5 separate regions of the Zea mays genome follow, and regions 1, 2, 4 and 5 are each linked to region 3. A link is a contact called in public Hi-C data. All regions are on one chromosome and are shown on one strand. The core of a region is the stretch at or near the end of the contact, and the rest is flanking DNA. Distances in the headings are between cores, read along the strand shown.

What was found. A called contact is a pair of places that touch in the nucleus more often than the background predicts.
Region 1: a contact with region 3 is called in a Hi-C map of leaf, with 9 times the contacts expected there. The contact joins the promoter of LOC100273935 here to the promoter of LOC100280710 in region 3. A contact is called at or near these places in 2 of 25 Hi-C or Micro-C datasets (leaf and leaf mesophyll).
Region 2: a contact with region 3 is called in a Hi-C map of tassel, with 4 times the contacts expected there. The contact joins the promoter of LOC103650051 here to the promoter of LOC100280710 in region 3. A contact is called at or near these places in 3 of 25 Hi-C or Micro-C datasets (bundle sheath, ear and tassel).
Region 4: a contact with region 3 is called in a Hi-C map of bundle sheath, with 4 times the contacts expected there. The contact joins the promoter of LOC100274253 here to the promoter of LOC100280710 in region 3. A contact is called at or near these places in 16 of 25 Hi-C or Micro-C datasets (bundle sheath, ear, endosperm and 6 more) and 1 of 3 datasets of contacts at active chromatin or transcription factors (leaf).
Region 5: a contact with region 3 is called in a Hi-C map of ear, with 3 times the contacts expected there. The contact joins the promoter of LOC103650050 here to the promoter of LOC100280710 in region 3. A contact is called at or near these places in 5 of 25 Hi-C or Micro-C datasets (bundle sheath, ear, leaf and 2 more).

Annotation. Positions count from the first base shown.
Region 1 is chr3:48,515,508-48,518,232 of Zm-B73-REFERENCE-NAM-5.0, forward strand. It overlaps LOC100273935 (rhicadhesin receptor), which reads right to left and starts at 1,357. Exons shown (of 2, transcript NM_001148327.2): 1 at 874-1,357; 2 at 1-720. The coding sequence starts at 994. The coding sequence ends at 185.
Region 2 is chr3:49,359,398-49,362,097 of Zm-B73-REFERENCE-NAM-5.0, forward strand. It overlaps LOC103650051 (putative ribonuclease H protein At1g65750), which reads left to right and starts at 1,309. Exons shown (of 5, transcript XR_004857128.1): 1 at 1,309-2,537; 2 at 2,631-2,700.
Region 3 is chr3:48,923,381-48,926,080 of Zm-B73-REFERENCE-NAM-5.0, forward strand. It overlaps LOC100280710, which reads right to left and starts at 1,326. Exons shown (of 3, transcript NM_001153629.2): 1 at 886-1,326; 2 at 592-721; 3 at 1-474. The coding sequence starts at 1,018.
Region 4 is chr3:49,222,663-49,225,404 of Zm-B73-REFERENCE-NAM-5.0, forward strand. LOC100274253 reads left to right here and starts at 1,357. Exons shown (of 8, transcript NM_001148619.1): 1 at 1,357-1,710; 2 at 1,813-1,875; 3 at 1,967-2,128; 4 at 2,210-2,392; 5 at 2,487-2,617. The coding sequence starts at 1,498.
Region 5 is chr3:48,538,276-48,540,975 of Zm-B73-REFERENCE-NAM-5.0, forward strand. LOC103650050 reads left to right here and starts at 1,349. Exons shown (of 2, transcript XM_008675718.4): 1 at 1,349-1,690; 2 at 1,693-2,183. The coding sequence starts at 1,649. The coding sequence ends at 1,923.

The sequences.
Region 1 (2,725 bases), core at 107-2,606, 410 kb before region 3:
CGATAGAATTGATTATTTATCTTATTTATCGGAGCACAAGCAACTCCCTCCGGTCCGCACAAATTAGCAGTAACAAGCGTGGTCAGCAATGTCTCGAACCAAACCAAGCGAAGACGAACAAATCGAACTGCACACCGCGGGGATTTATTATTGAGAAAATCAAGGGAATGCAGACGTTGGATCTCTACTTGGGCGCGAAGTTGGCCTTGATGTGGTCCACCTCGCCGCTGCTGATGCGGAAGGCCTTGGCGAGGATGTCGGAGGGCACGGGCGGCACGGCGCCGAAGAGCGTCATGGCGATGGCCTGCGTGCCCTGGAGCTGGCTGTTGAAGGCGGCGACGACGGCGGCGGGGCCGTGCCCCCTGTTCTGCTGGAAGTGGACGAGGCCGCGCGGGAAGACGAAGACGTCGCCCTTGGTGACGGTCTTGGTGAAGAGCGCGTTGGCGGTGGTGATGAAGCCGACCTCGAGCGTGCCCTCGAGGACGAAGATGATCTCGGTGGCGCGCGGGTGCGTGTGCGGCGGGTTCTGGCCGCCCGGCGCGTAGTCGATGCGCGCCATGGAGACGCCCAGCGTGTTCACGCCCGGGAACTTCTCCACGTTGGCCGCCGTCACCACGGAGCCCGCCGGGTTGTTGGTGTTGCCCGGGTTCCTCAGCCCGTCGAAGAAGAAGTCGTCCGCCGAAAAGTTCGCCTTGCACGCGAACCCGTTCAGCTTCACCGCTGCACGGACACGACACGCACGTACGGGGTCAGCAGCAAGTCGATTGTTTGTCGCGATACATATAAAAACACAAGAACAAGACCACCAGGACAAGAAGCAGATGATGCCAGGAAGCTAGCTTTATTGAGAAGACCGATCGGGTTTTGACTCACGGGAGGCGTAGTCAGCCGGGCAGACGTCCTGCAGCATGTCGGGGTCACCGGCGAGGGCCGGGGTGGCGAGCGCGAGGACGACGGCGCAGGCCGCGGCGACGTAGAGGTGGACCTTCGCCATGAGCGGTCAGTCAGTGGATGGAGTGCCGCTTCCCTGATCTCTGCACGTTGGCGAGTGATGAGTAGTAGCGTGCTCTCTTGTGTCAGTGATGGAGCTGGGAGCACAGCACACAATGAACCTGTACTTATAGAAGGCAGGGAGATTAGCCAGGCGGCCTAGCTAGCCGACTGGAGCTCTGAAACCACGGGGAAAGCGGCGGCGACGACGGGGGTAGCCGGGTGGGAAAAGAACAAGGACAAGCAAGACGCCAGCTTCCTGGCTGTTAAGATGGGAGCGTCGTCGCCGTTGAGATAGAGTTGTTTATGCAGCGTGGGCGAACTGCTACACATGCATGCCGGGTACTTGGGGCAGCCGAGCTTGGACGCAGTCCTCGGCACGTCGCGGGGTTAATTATTCTGTGCGTGGCAGATGGGCGTCCGTGGCAGTGGGACGACAGCGGCGGATCCAGGGCCACCGTCTCCAGTCCAGGCGTCCAGCTTCGTTCTCTGCCTCCGTTTCGTCATCCGTGCCTGTGCGACAGGCCGGGTTTCTTGCTTCGTTTCGTCCTCGCGTCGCACTCGGTCCTCCCGACCCATAGCCCACCGTCATGGCATTGTGCCATTTGCTTACTCCTTTGCCTTGGATGAACCAACGGTTCCGTTCAGGACTTATTCACTTATTCCTATCTCAGAAGGATTGAATGATATTAGAAAAATTTATGAAAGATTTTAACTCGTTTGAGATTCAAACCTACTCAATTCCATTCAATTCAAATGAATTGAGAACAAATCGAACACGTTTCTAGAAACGGAGAAGAGACAGCGCCCTGATTGCACGGGCCACAGGCGTCGACCCGTGCAGCAGGATGCATGGGCGATTAATCGCACATGGGTTGCAGCTCAAACGGTTGGCTCTTAGCACATGGCATTCGTACCATTTTCAGGAGATTGTTTTAGGATCACGTTGTACAGTGGTGCTGGTAGTAGTCAAGTAGCGGATCCAGAAATCTTCGACAGCCTAGACAAAGATAATATTTATACTGTAAACATATAACTTTACATAATTTTTATCTATATTTAATTATAATTTATTGCTTGTTGCATGTGTATAGATTCATTAGCATTAGTAGAGTAGCTCATCTTTACTATATTAAAGCACTCGTTTCAACGGTCGTCCCGTGTCATATTTTTACAAATAACCCCATATCTATTTTTAACTAAGTCGCTGCAGCCTGGCCCCTTACAATCTCCACGTTCCAAACCACACCTCCACATATAGATGGCCAAACGGGCGGCCCGACGACGCCCCGAGCCGCAGCTTCGTCCCAGGCCAGCGTGACCGTGTCGGGCCGGCCCGTTAGCTCGTCGAGCTATTTGGTTAAATCAGCGTAAAATATTAAAAAGTGATGCAGGAGGTGGTGTTCGAACCCACCCCCTGATGGAAAAAGGGTGGGAGACAATGGATAAAGTTGTCTAACGAGTAGAACATCATGCTCAAGTGTTTTTAATATAGAATACTAGGTAAGTGCCCGTGCGTTGCAACGAAACCATATAATAACACGATAACTTATGTACATATGTGTTATATTGTTATGGGAAAATGTTTCGGAATCCATTTGTGATCCTATCCATACATAAATTTTGTTATTTTAATCTAATAACATACATCTATTCCATGCCACAGATTTTCCTTCTTTGTTCATCCGACCATGGTGCGCTTCCTGCCCCGTTGCCTCATTGTTTTGCGAAGAGT
Region 2 (2,700 bases), core at 59-2,558, 440 kb after region 3:
CTTCTACTTCGATTACTTGGGTATTATATGATCTTCCGATAGTAACCTCAGCGCCTAGAATTGATCAAATAGATGCAACTCGGCTGTGATGACGTTGGGGATGACATGGAGTGGCCCATTGACGGCGGGGGGCACGTTGCCCATCTGGTTGTAGCTGAACACCCCGTGAGTGACGTTGAAGTACTCGGCGAACTTGAGGGGGGTCTCGGTGTCCCTGTGGGAGATGTCGTTGAAGCCATAGTGGAGCTTGCCGTCGATGTGGCCACGGGAGACCATGACCTTGATGGTGCGGGTGATGTTGATCTGGTCATAGTGGTAGGAGCCCTGCAGGTTGGGGCGTGCGACACTGGCCGTCAGGTTCCATCGGAACGACCTGGCCTGGTTGATGGACCAGGCCCAGTCGCCCAGCCGGCCGGCGGCTCGGTCATGTTGGGCGTCGGCGAGGCTCCGCTGGAGCCGGCGTAGCGGATGAGGGTGGAGGCGGACTTGGCGACGTGGATGAACAGCGTGCAGGCCACCATGTAGTAGTCGTCGGGCGCCTAGTCAGCGTCGACCAGCACGGAGAGGCAGTGGACGACGTGCACGTCCAGCGAGTCGTACACGTCCTGCAAGGTGTGGGAGCCCTGTGCCGTTGTCGATGACAATGGCCGGGCGTGCGGCGGCGTCCATGGCTGGCAGGTCCGCCGAGTCCCCCCCGGATCATGCCTCCGCTGCCGCCGACGTCGCCGGAGGGGCCAGAATGCGGGGCATCGGGGTCCGCTGCGATCGAGGCCTCGCTCCCCTGGGACGCCTGATTTGAGACGAGCCGAGGCGGGCGGTCGTGGGTGGCCGGCGGCGGGCTAGGGTCAGTCCGATTGATTAGGGATCGTGGCGAGCGGGTGTGCTGTGCGCGGCGCGTGGGTGTGGCGATGGGGAGGAGACCTCACGAGTTGATTTGGTTGACGGGGGAAGCCGGAAGGAAGGAACCAGCCAGCCGGGGCAGCAATCCGGGGCGGAGGACGCGCCTTGCATGGAGATCGGGCTGTCGCGGACGGATTCGCCTTCCATGGAGAGCGTGGGCGAGGATCGAGAGCTGGGGCGGCGATCTAGGCGAATTTCTGGGGAGCCGGGACGGTGATCTGGGGCAAGGCCGCGGGGATTGCGGGAGAGAGGAGAGTCGGGCGAGGAGAGTCGGGCGGGGGAAGGGCGTGGAGGCCGCGGAGCAGAGCGCGAGTTTGGGGGCGATGATGGCGGCGGCGGGACGTAGAATCGCTGGAATATCGCGACCGAGATCTGGTAGGCGTCCACACGGCTGCGGGGCGGCTACGGGTTGCGGGGCGGGGCGGCTGCGGGTGGCAGAACATGCCAGTGTGGACGCCTACACTGCTAACATATAGAGTAGTAGAGATAAACCAAATGGCACCTTAATTTGAACGGTTTGAGAGTTGATGGGTTATGGTATCAGGGTGTGAAATCTTGAGAGGCAAATCAGACCAGAACGATAGTTCATAGAGAGATATAGGTTATTTTTTCAAGAAATATTTTGCTGCAATCGACCCTGGGCCCCAAATTCGTCTTGCAACCAGGGCCCAAGTTCAAGGGCGAAGAAGGCCTCCGTCACCCTTGTGTATCTTGTGTAGACTTTGACGAATGACTGATTGCTGGATTGGATATCCACAAAACCAATCACACACGGCAAATGCAATTCCTAGCCCACCTGTGCCGTTCCAGTGGGCCATCCCTAACTCCAAGCCCAACTGCCTTACCTCATCTCGTCGCGTCATTCCTTCCGCCTCCGCCGCACACGCGCTCGCTGGCTCGCTGCTCCGCAACGCCGTGGGGAATGGTCGCAGCTACCGCCATGGCCACCGCTGCGTCTGCGGCCTCACCGCTACTCAATGGGAGCCGAAGGCTGCGCGGCTCCGCCATCGCGGACTCAGGCTACAGCGTACGCTGCGCCGCTGTGGCGGGCGGCTAGGCCGAGGCACCGGCCTCCACCGGCGCGCAGCTGTACGCGGACTGCGTCGTGGTGGGCGGCGGCATCAGTGGCCTCTGCACCGCGCAGGCGCTGTCCAGGCGGCACGGCGTCGGGGACGTGCTTGTCACGGAGGCCCGCGCCCGCTCCGGCGGCAACATCACCCCGGTCGAGCGACCCGAGGAAGGGTACCTTTGAGACTTGGGAGGGAGAAATTTGTGATTGTGTCACTCTCAAGTCTCAATTTTGTTAGGAATAATTGGATCTATACCATTAAAAGATCCAAACTTTAGATATATACCATGGACCACACATGTCATTTACTCATGTGGACTCACATGTAAGTGAGATAGTAATGATATAGATCTAAAGTGGTGATCTTTTAATGGTATGGATCCAAATTTCCCATTTTGTTATTATGTTATTTCATGTTTATGACTGTTGGAACCATTTATGTCTATTATTTGTGAATTAGATGGTATAGCGGTGAAGTCTACAAATCATAATGACAAAATTGTCAATGTCTCGAAAAGAGGAGAGTCCCAACAGCTTCCAGCCATCCGACCCCGTTCTCACCATAGCCGTACGCTCCTCGCTGGCGCCCGGGCGTCTTCTTGTCAGACTCTTGCGGAGGCGTGAAATTGAAATGCTCAATGGATTGTATGCGCGCGCGCAGGTGGACAGCGAGCTGAAGGATGACTTGGTTTTTGGGGACCCGAACGCGCCGCGGTTCGTGCTGTGGGAGG
Region 3 (2,700 bases), core at 76-2,575:
TTGTTACTAGCACCATTCTTGTTGCCAAATTCATTGCTGTAGCACATGAGCTGTTGGAAAGGGAAATTTGGAACTGGGCCTGCTGTGCGGCAGCCAGTGAGGTTCTCATGACCAGAAACCAGCTGGTCAAGGAACAACTCCTTGGGCGGCACCCTTAGATGTGCGAGGCTAGTAGTTTCTCTGCGATGCTTACCGAGCGCTGGCAGCTGTGGTGATTGTGCTGTCTCGCTGAGAAGAAGATGGCTCGAGTTGCCAAGTGCGCCGCCACTTGAAGGGTCAACATCACTGGACTCAGAGGTCCTCTCGGTACTGGTCGTTGGAGCTGCTTTGCTGCGTTCAACCTCGACAAGGAGCGGCTTGTGGGTGTTGGGGTCAATGCCTTTCTGCCGGAGCTTCTTCTTGATGCTCGAGTTCCAGAGATTCTTAATCTCGTTGTCAGTTCTTCCAGGCAACCTTGTTGCAATCTGAGACCACCTGTCCATGGATGTGGAAAAAAAAAGAAAAAGGCCTGGTTAAAAGAAAGCTTGCTTGGAAGCAATCGGCCTGTGCAAAATTCTGTGTCTGTGATGATTTTGGGCTTAGCTTTTTTACCTGTTCCCCAGTACAGCATGAAGTTCGACGATGAGGTCTTCCTCCTCCTCAGAGAATGCGCCTCTTTTAAGGTCAGGCCTCAGGTAATTTATCCACCTCAGCCTGCAGCTCTTGCCACACCTCTGAAGCCCTGCCACCATTAATTAATTAATTAATCAATCAATTGAGCAGGTACGAGAGGAGGAGTTGGGAGAAAGAAGTAGCCTTGGAGAAGGAGCAGGAAACAGTGGAGATGGACAATTGAGAAGGTAGAGCAAAGCGTGCAGGATTTGATTTTGATTTTGATGGTTGTACCTGCAAGCTTGGGGACAGTGCTCCAGCAGCCATGCCCGTGCTTGGTTATGTGGTTCATGAGCTTCTCATCTTCCTCAGGAGACCAGAGCCCCTTCCTCAGCTTCTGCTTGTAACAGCAGGAGTGCCTCCCCATTGAAAGCAATGCTGAGACTGGAAGCTGCGCTCTGCAATCTGCACAGCCCACACACGGCTCTAGCTTGAGGAGCAGCAGCAGCAGCCAGCAGCACGGGTATCCTTCACAGGTAGCCGCCCTCTGGTTCTAAGAACCCCCTCCTCTTCAACGAATTATTATGGCTCTAGGGCGGGATGATCGTGGAGGAGCTCCTACAGTGGTGGCGTGTGGTAGATAGAGGTGGTGGAGCTTGTGTCGGGTAGGGGAAGAGAACGGCAGCAGCGCTAGTGGCTACTACTGATTACCAGGATTAGGGAGAAGAGAACGGTAGGGTTAAGGGCCACTCTCTTCTCCTTCTTTTAAAGCTCGTGGCTGTGGGAGCGTCTTAGCCTTTCCCTTTGCTTCTCTGTAGAAAACGTGTGTCCTTGTGTCTTATCAGCGCCTCCCCTAGAATTTGTGTCCCTTCATCAACCGTCGGTGGGCTTCAGAGCCCCCCCTGCTGGTACGCTATTACTGCAACGTCACTACCATAAACTACTACAAGGAACTCCCGACAGTTCGTCCTTCCTATATCAAGAAATATTGTTACTTTGTACTCAAGCCAGCTAAGTAAAAAAGATTACACGATTGGGAAAAGGATTGATGCTCAATTTTCTTTTTTGTCTTTTTTTTTTTGGTACTCTGAATGAGTGTGACCTGAAGCAGGGAAACTACACAACCGGGAAAACTTCTCACTCATCAAAACATGTACGCTAGGGTCTCTAGCACCGTCGTCTGTTGTCGCAGAGAGACAACTCTGGGTCACTTGTTACCTGGAGCCAATAATTAGGATGCCGGATCAAAAGCATTTTGCGTTGCAGAGGAACACGGAGCATCTTCCTTTTCCCTCTGTGTCGTGTCGTCCATCCAGCCAGCGAAGCAAATTTTTTTTTCTTTAGGACCCCGAGGGTCTCCAATCAGAAACCTCTTGTCCAATCCCAAAGACGTTCGCAATCAGCCGAGAGAATCGGACCTCCGATCTGTACAGATGATTGCATCGGCTGTGGCTAGAGGTATGTTGGTTGGTTGTTTTTTTTTATGGTTCTGGCGCGAAAACTTCCACGCGATGCCGTGCCTCGGAGACAGGACACACTAGCTAGCTAGGGGTATAATAGTCTGGATGAGGTGCGCCGTGCGCGCGGCTAACCCTAGCTAGCGTTTTGTTTGTTGTATTCCTCCCTCCCCTGCCTGCCTGTCTGCTGGAAGAGGCGTGCGTCCTCCTGGTGTGGTTCATGACGCGATGATTGGAAGATGCAATGCAACGCAACGGGCATCCTCATAGCGCCCCCATGTGCCTGCGGATACCGTTCCGATTAGAAAAAAAGGCAGGACCACGATTATCGTTGATTGAGCGTTTTTTTATAATAATAATAATCATATGGTGATCTGTACAGCTCCTGCTTTTCATTGATGCTCAGAAGCTTCCTTATGCTCTCTCTCTCTCTCTCTCTCTCTCTCTCTCTCTCTCTCTTGTCTCGTCAAGATTTTTCTGGGGGTTTCGTTTCGTTTCGTAGCCTTGCGGGTTTTGCCGGAAGCGAGGCGAACGAATAGGAAATGCGACGCGTGCTTGTTACCGGGGATTAGAACTGGTCTGCGTAAGATTTCTCGTAATTCTAGGTGCTTGGTCATTCATGGATTTTGCTAAGAGCCTCAGTCCCTCGTCT
Region 4 (2,742 bases), core at 107-2,606, 300 kb after region 3:
AATTAAAGTAGAAATTACTACGTAAAAGTAAACATACAACTTTAACTTGTTTAAATTCAACATGAATTTATTTATATAAAATAGGGGGCCTACTCGAGGAGTCTTGCATGGATAGACCGCTGGAAGTATCTGCGTCTGGTTGACTCGTTCACTGGTCAAAGGGAAGTGGGCCCAAATGCCTTTTTTCATGGCACGAACGCATGGAATAGTGCGAACACTTTTTTTTCTCTCGTACGTCCTTATCTCCATGCAGCACAAGAATAGGACTTTTCATCTCCACGACTCCAGGCGCACAAGAATAGGATAGGACTTCTCATCTCCACGAGACCACGACATGCATGACTGGCGGATGTAGCTCCCAGGGCAGTCGGCTCCGGCGCGACTGCAGGCGCGGGCGCTGATCCTGGCGTGACAGCCAGCACGGTTGCCAGGGCCGCACGACTGCTGGCGTGGGTGCGGCTCCTGGCGCGGCCATAGCTCAGGCGCACGGCTTTCGACGTGACGTGAGCATCTCTGATGTGCGGGCGAGCGGTGCAGGTCCGACGCGCGGTCGTGACTCCAAGGCGAGCACGAACTATGGTGCTCGGGGTAGATCGAGAGGAGCCCCACTGGACATGGTGGGCGATGACGAGATTCCACCAACATTAGATTAAAAAAACAATTATACCGTTCGATTGCGTAGAGGAGTAATCGAAGACTGTCGCGTAGGACTGTTCGGCTAGGCCGGGGACCTGCCGGCTTGACGGAGAGTTGATGCAGATCTGATCTCGCAGCAACATCGAGGTAGAGCGTGCTGATAACGTGTTGAGAACTACGTTACCACGGATCACCAGATCCGCTCCATTCCCTCCCATCAGCAGTAGAGACGCAAGAAGCTGTAGAGAATCCGTCTCCCTTCCCATAAGCACGACAGAAGAAACACACGAGACACAGGATATATGGTTGGACCTCTGGCCTCTTTCTGATCTCTGTCTTATGAAGGGGTGTACATGTTCCTTATATAGAGATATGAGACCCCTCAGGGGCAAAGTCGGTATTTGCCCACATAACCCTAACTAGGGTTACTTAACAAGGAGCAAGCCTGTGCTTGGGAAAGTTTGGAAGACGAATTGACGACGCCACGTACGTGTCCCTCTGGCCCGCGAGCCCTCGGAATCAATCGAAGCGAGTGAGCTGCTGGTATGGGCTCGGAGCGGCCCTGGGAACGTTTGGGCTGTAATGACCTGGTTAGAATTTATGGGCTTCTAGGCCTGGTTGAAACTGGGCCAAAAAACGAGGCTGTTTTGATGACTGGTCAGGCACTCAGGCCTTATATACAACCTGGAACGACGGTCACAAACCGAGGCCCAGCAAAATTTCCCCGTTCTTGCTTCCCCTCCGTGTCCACTCTCGATCTTCCCTTCCCCCTCGGCGCCGGTCTCCAAACCCGCTTCCGCAATTCGTACCGCTTCCGGTTCCGGGGGCGGGCGGGCAGCACCGTCTCGGCTCTCGGATACTATGGCTTCCGGCGAGGGGTGGGAGGCGGCGGTGCGGGCGGAGGTGGGCGCCGTTGCCTGGTGGGACGACCTGGACAGCGCCGACCTCCGCGCCAGGTTCAAGGCCTTCACGGGGCAGCGCAGCGACTGGCCTCAGCCCACGGTCCTCTTCTGGAAGGACCTTCTCCTCCGCGTCGCCAGGCGACTCCGCGTCTGCTCCGCCCCTGCCCACCACGTATGCGTCCCGCCCACTGCCGGACTGCCCCACTAACCAACCCACCTGAGCTCTCTTCCTCTCTTCTGAATGTTCTGACGGGGCGACGCCGACAAACTGCAGGTGACGAGCGCTTGGTTCGCGCGCCCCGGGGGGCTCACGCCGCTATGCTTGCCGCAAGTTCTGGTCTGCCCGTCGTACGGCTGTCTCAGATTCTCCAGCTGTTGCGTTAGGTCATGGGAACTGGATTTTGAATTTTTTTTTTGGCATTTTTCAGGAAGAGATGCGTGCGGATGGGGACGTACTGCTGAAATCCGAGCTGATTGATCCATCCTCAACGAACCTGCACCAGCTGGTCAGGAGGGTGAGACTCATGACCATCAGCTCCAGGAAGGCGGTTTGGCAGGAGGATATCCTCGTGTTCAAATTGTTGATTGAGGTACGTGAAATTGCTCGACCCAAGTGTCTTTGTTTGGTAGCATACAGTATTTTTATTTGTTTCTCTGCTAGTTGATTGCAGGAACGAGCTGCCGATATTGCTAGGCAATTGAGTGACTCTCATTGGACATCGACATGTGTTGTCACGATTAGCAAATTCAATAGCTTCTTTGTTGACATGGATGATGCTCATATTGCATTATGTTTTTTGACGCAACATGGGAAAGCTAGGTACCTTTTGGGCAGGAAACAAGACCCTATTGAGGCATGCTCCCTTTTTTCTCGTGCATTATGTTATTCTGCTGAAGCAAGTGCCCACTAGCATGCTGCATTTTGTTCAGTTGGATTCATGCCTGCAGGGTGTCAAGGTTGCACTCACTGCTTCACAAGTTCCTGCTGTATCCAAACTTGACCATGACACCTTGCACTTAGTCTGGACAGAAGAGAAGTTGCAAGAACAGCTTGATGTGCTTGATCGACGATGGGAGATGTAAGTATTTTTCACACTTTGGTCTCTGTTGTTTAAATGTACTCCCTCTGCCCCATTATATCTGTTGTTCTGGCTTTATACCAGCTACAAGAAAGATTCTCTAAATCTGGACATAAGTTGGGTCT
Region 5 (2,700 bases), core at 99-2,598, 390 kb before region 3:
AATATAACATATAGTAACACTACATAGAGAGCACATATTTTCTATTTTACACACTTTTAAATATTGTTTTAAAACTATTTAACAAATATTAACCTAGCTAAATCTATAATTCAGCATTACATGATCCAATGAGCATGATTTTATTTACTATAACTCAAATATGTAATAGTTAGCGTACCATAAAATTTTCAATATAATTGGACCGCAGAAACTGCATCTATAAACTAATTACATAAAGCATAGATCTAATCTATTCATGTGGAGTTCAACAAGATTGAATTTTCTATGATTTAGTCTGGGTTTTTTAAAGATTTGATCAAAATAAACATAAAGAATAAGGAAACACATATAGAAAATCAGACATATGGTCACGTGCCTGATTTTCAAAGATGAGATAATTTCTATCTGATTTTATATGGGTGAAAAGGCTGACTAACTTCCACGATAGTTGAGAGAGACAAAATAATTATTTTTTGCGCTACACACGGGCTACAAAAGGACACACAACCGTAGCCCAGTTTTACGGGCCGAAAAGAGGAAAAGACAAGGGTAGTCGAGTGGGAAGGAGCCCAACAGGCCATACAAAGGCGTTCACGCAAGTTAACTCCGGAGGCCCACCACTCCCTCTTGATTTCTCCATTTAATCCGATAGGCCAAAACAATCCAAAAAAAAAACCGATATGCGAAGCCAAACCAAAACAAAACTTTGGTGTGCATGCCGGCCGTGTCCGCTCCCTCCGTCCTTGCGCCGGCACCGCCGACGGCGAGACGCGGCGTGCTACGCACGCGCTGTGGCTTGGCGGCCACCGCGACGCCCGCGTCGTCAGTATGTCCGGTTACGGGCACCTGCCGGCGCTCCCCGAGAGACCGAGCGCGTGTGCGTGTTGACAGCCTGCCTGTGTTTCGCTACAGAGAGCCGTGGCCCGTGGATCTGCAGGCCAAAGTGACGAGCAAGTACTTCGACGTAGAGGTGTACATTTGGGCTGGACCTAATGTACGGGCACGAAGCACGAAAAAAAAGTTCGGCCCAAGCACGGCACGACACGAAATTATTTCGGGCCGTGCCGGCCCGGCCCGGCCCGTTGTATACTTGTATCGGGCCGTGCTTGGGCCGACGCCGAGGCCCACAGGCGGGCACGAGCCCGGTCCGTTTAAGCAGATCCGAATTGGCCCGTTTACTGGCACGAAAGGCCCGAAATTCATAGCAGCGCACTCCTGAAATTCTCGTTGTCTGTGTGTCCACGGACGGACGGCGGGACGGGCCTAAAGCGCCGCAACCGCGCGGCCCATTTCCATTAACCTGAAACCCTACGTGCTACGTCCCTGCCCGGCCGCCGTTTTCTCCCGTGTCCCGATCCGCCGATCCCGATTCCCGACTGGCGACTCCCATCCAGCACCGGCCACCGGCATGCTCCATCCATAACCTGTGACTTTTAAGATAGGGAAAGATTAGAAGGAACGGATCGAGTAGGCAGCTTAGCTGTTTGCTTAGACTTTATAGAGACAAAACACTCCCACACCCACAGTCCACAGACTCGCACTGCACTTGTCCAATCCAGGGAGGCTGGGAAGGATCAGGGATCCATCCACCGTTCTGTCTTCTCAGGTCGACAGGAGGCCAAACCAGGTGCGCGCGTCCGTGTCGGCGATGAGTGCGGGCAGGAGCCGGGCGCGGCAGAACGCGATGCGCTCAGGGCCTCAGGGGTGGTGGTGCTGGGCGCCGTGGCCTTCGGCTACCTCTCCTTCCGCGTCGGCTTCAAGCCCTACCTCGACCAGGCTCAGGAGGCCATCGACTCCGCCCGCGACCCCGACCCTGACGCCGCCACCACCGCCGCGAGGGACGCGTCCGACGATCCCGGCGCCGGTTGCCCAGGGGGAGACCTCGGGCCGTCCAAGGACCCCGCCGTCGTACTGCGCGACTGAGGCCCGGTGCGGGCGTTTGGTTGCGCCATTTTTTATTTCGGGCCGCCCATTTAAAGCACGGCATGTTTAGTGAAATATGGGCTGGGCCGTGGGCCGGCACGGCACAGCCCGAATTTAATACTGGGCCGGGCCGGCCCGAAATTAAACGTGCCGAGTTTTTTCGGGTTTGGGCCGGGCCGGGCTGGGCGGCCCGAATGTACAACTATACTTCGACGTGGAGGCCAATGTAAGCAATCTCCTGCGGGTAAAAGCAACTCCAAGAAGGATCCTAAACTAAGGTCAATATTTTTTTAAACCGATTTAATCTATTTAGAAGTGACACAAAACGTGGTTCTCCAACAACAAGCCTCAAATATACTAACTCCGTTATCGAATATTTGTCATCCGCTAGTTTATTTTTGAATTAAACAGGAACAAATACTCGTGCTGCTAGACCAGACCCTACTGCTCACGTGGTGGACGTTTTGTATTATCATCATCATATAGTCTAATGTTCAGTATACAACAAGTGGAGACCTATAGGTTTATCTGCAAAGAATTGCAGCTTCAGACAATGTTCAAAATTAGTAGTGCCTTTTCTCTTTCTTAATGTATCATGTAAACCTCTACTACTTATTAAGTTAGCAATAGTAGTCTGCCTTTTTGTGTTCTGTCATTCTACGATCTCAGCCGTCCAGAAAAAAAATCAAATCATGGCTGCCTAGGATCGAATCTTGGATCTATTGAGCAGAATGCCTAGCCTTCCACCCTCTAACCAACATGACTCATGTTGAATTG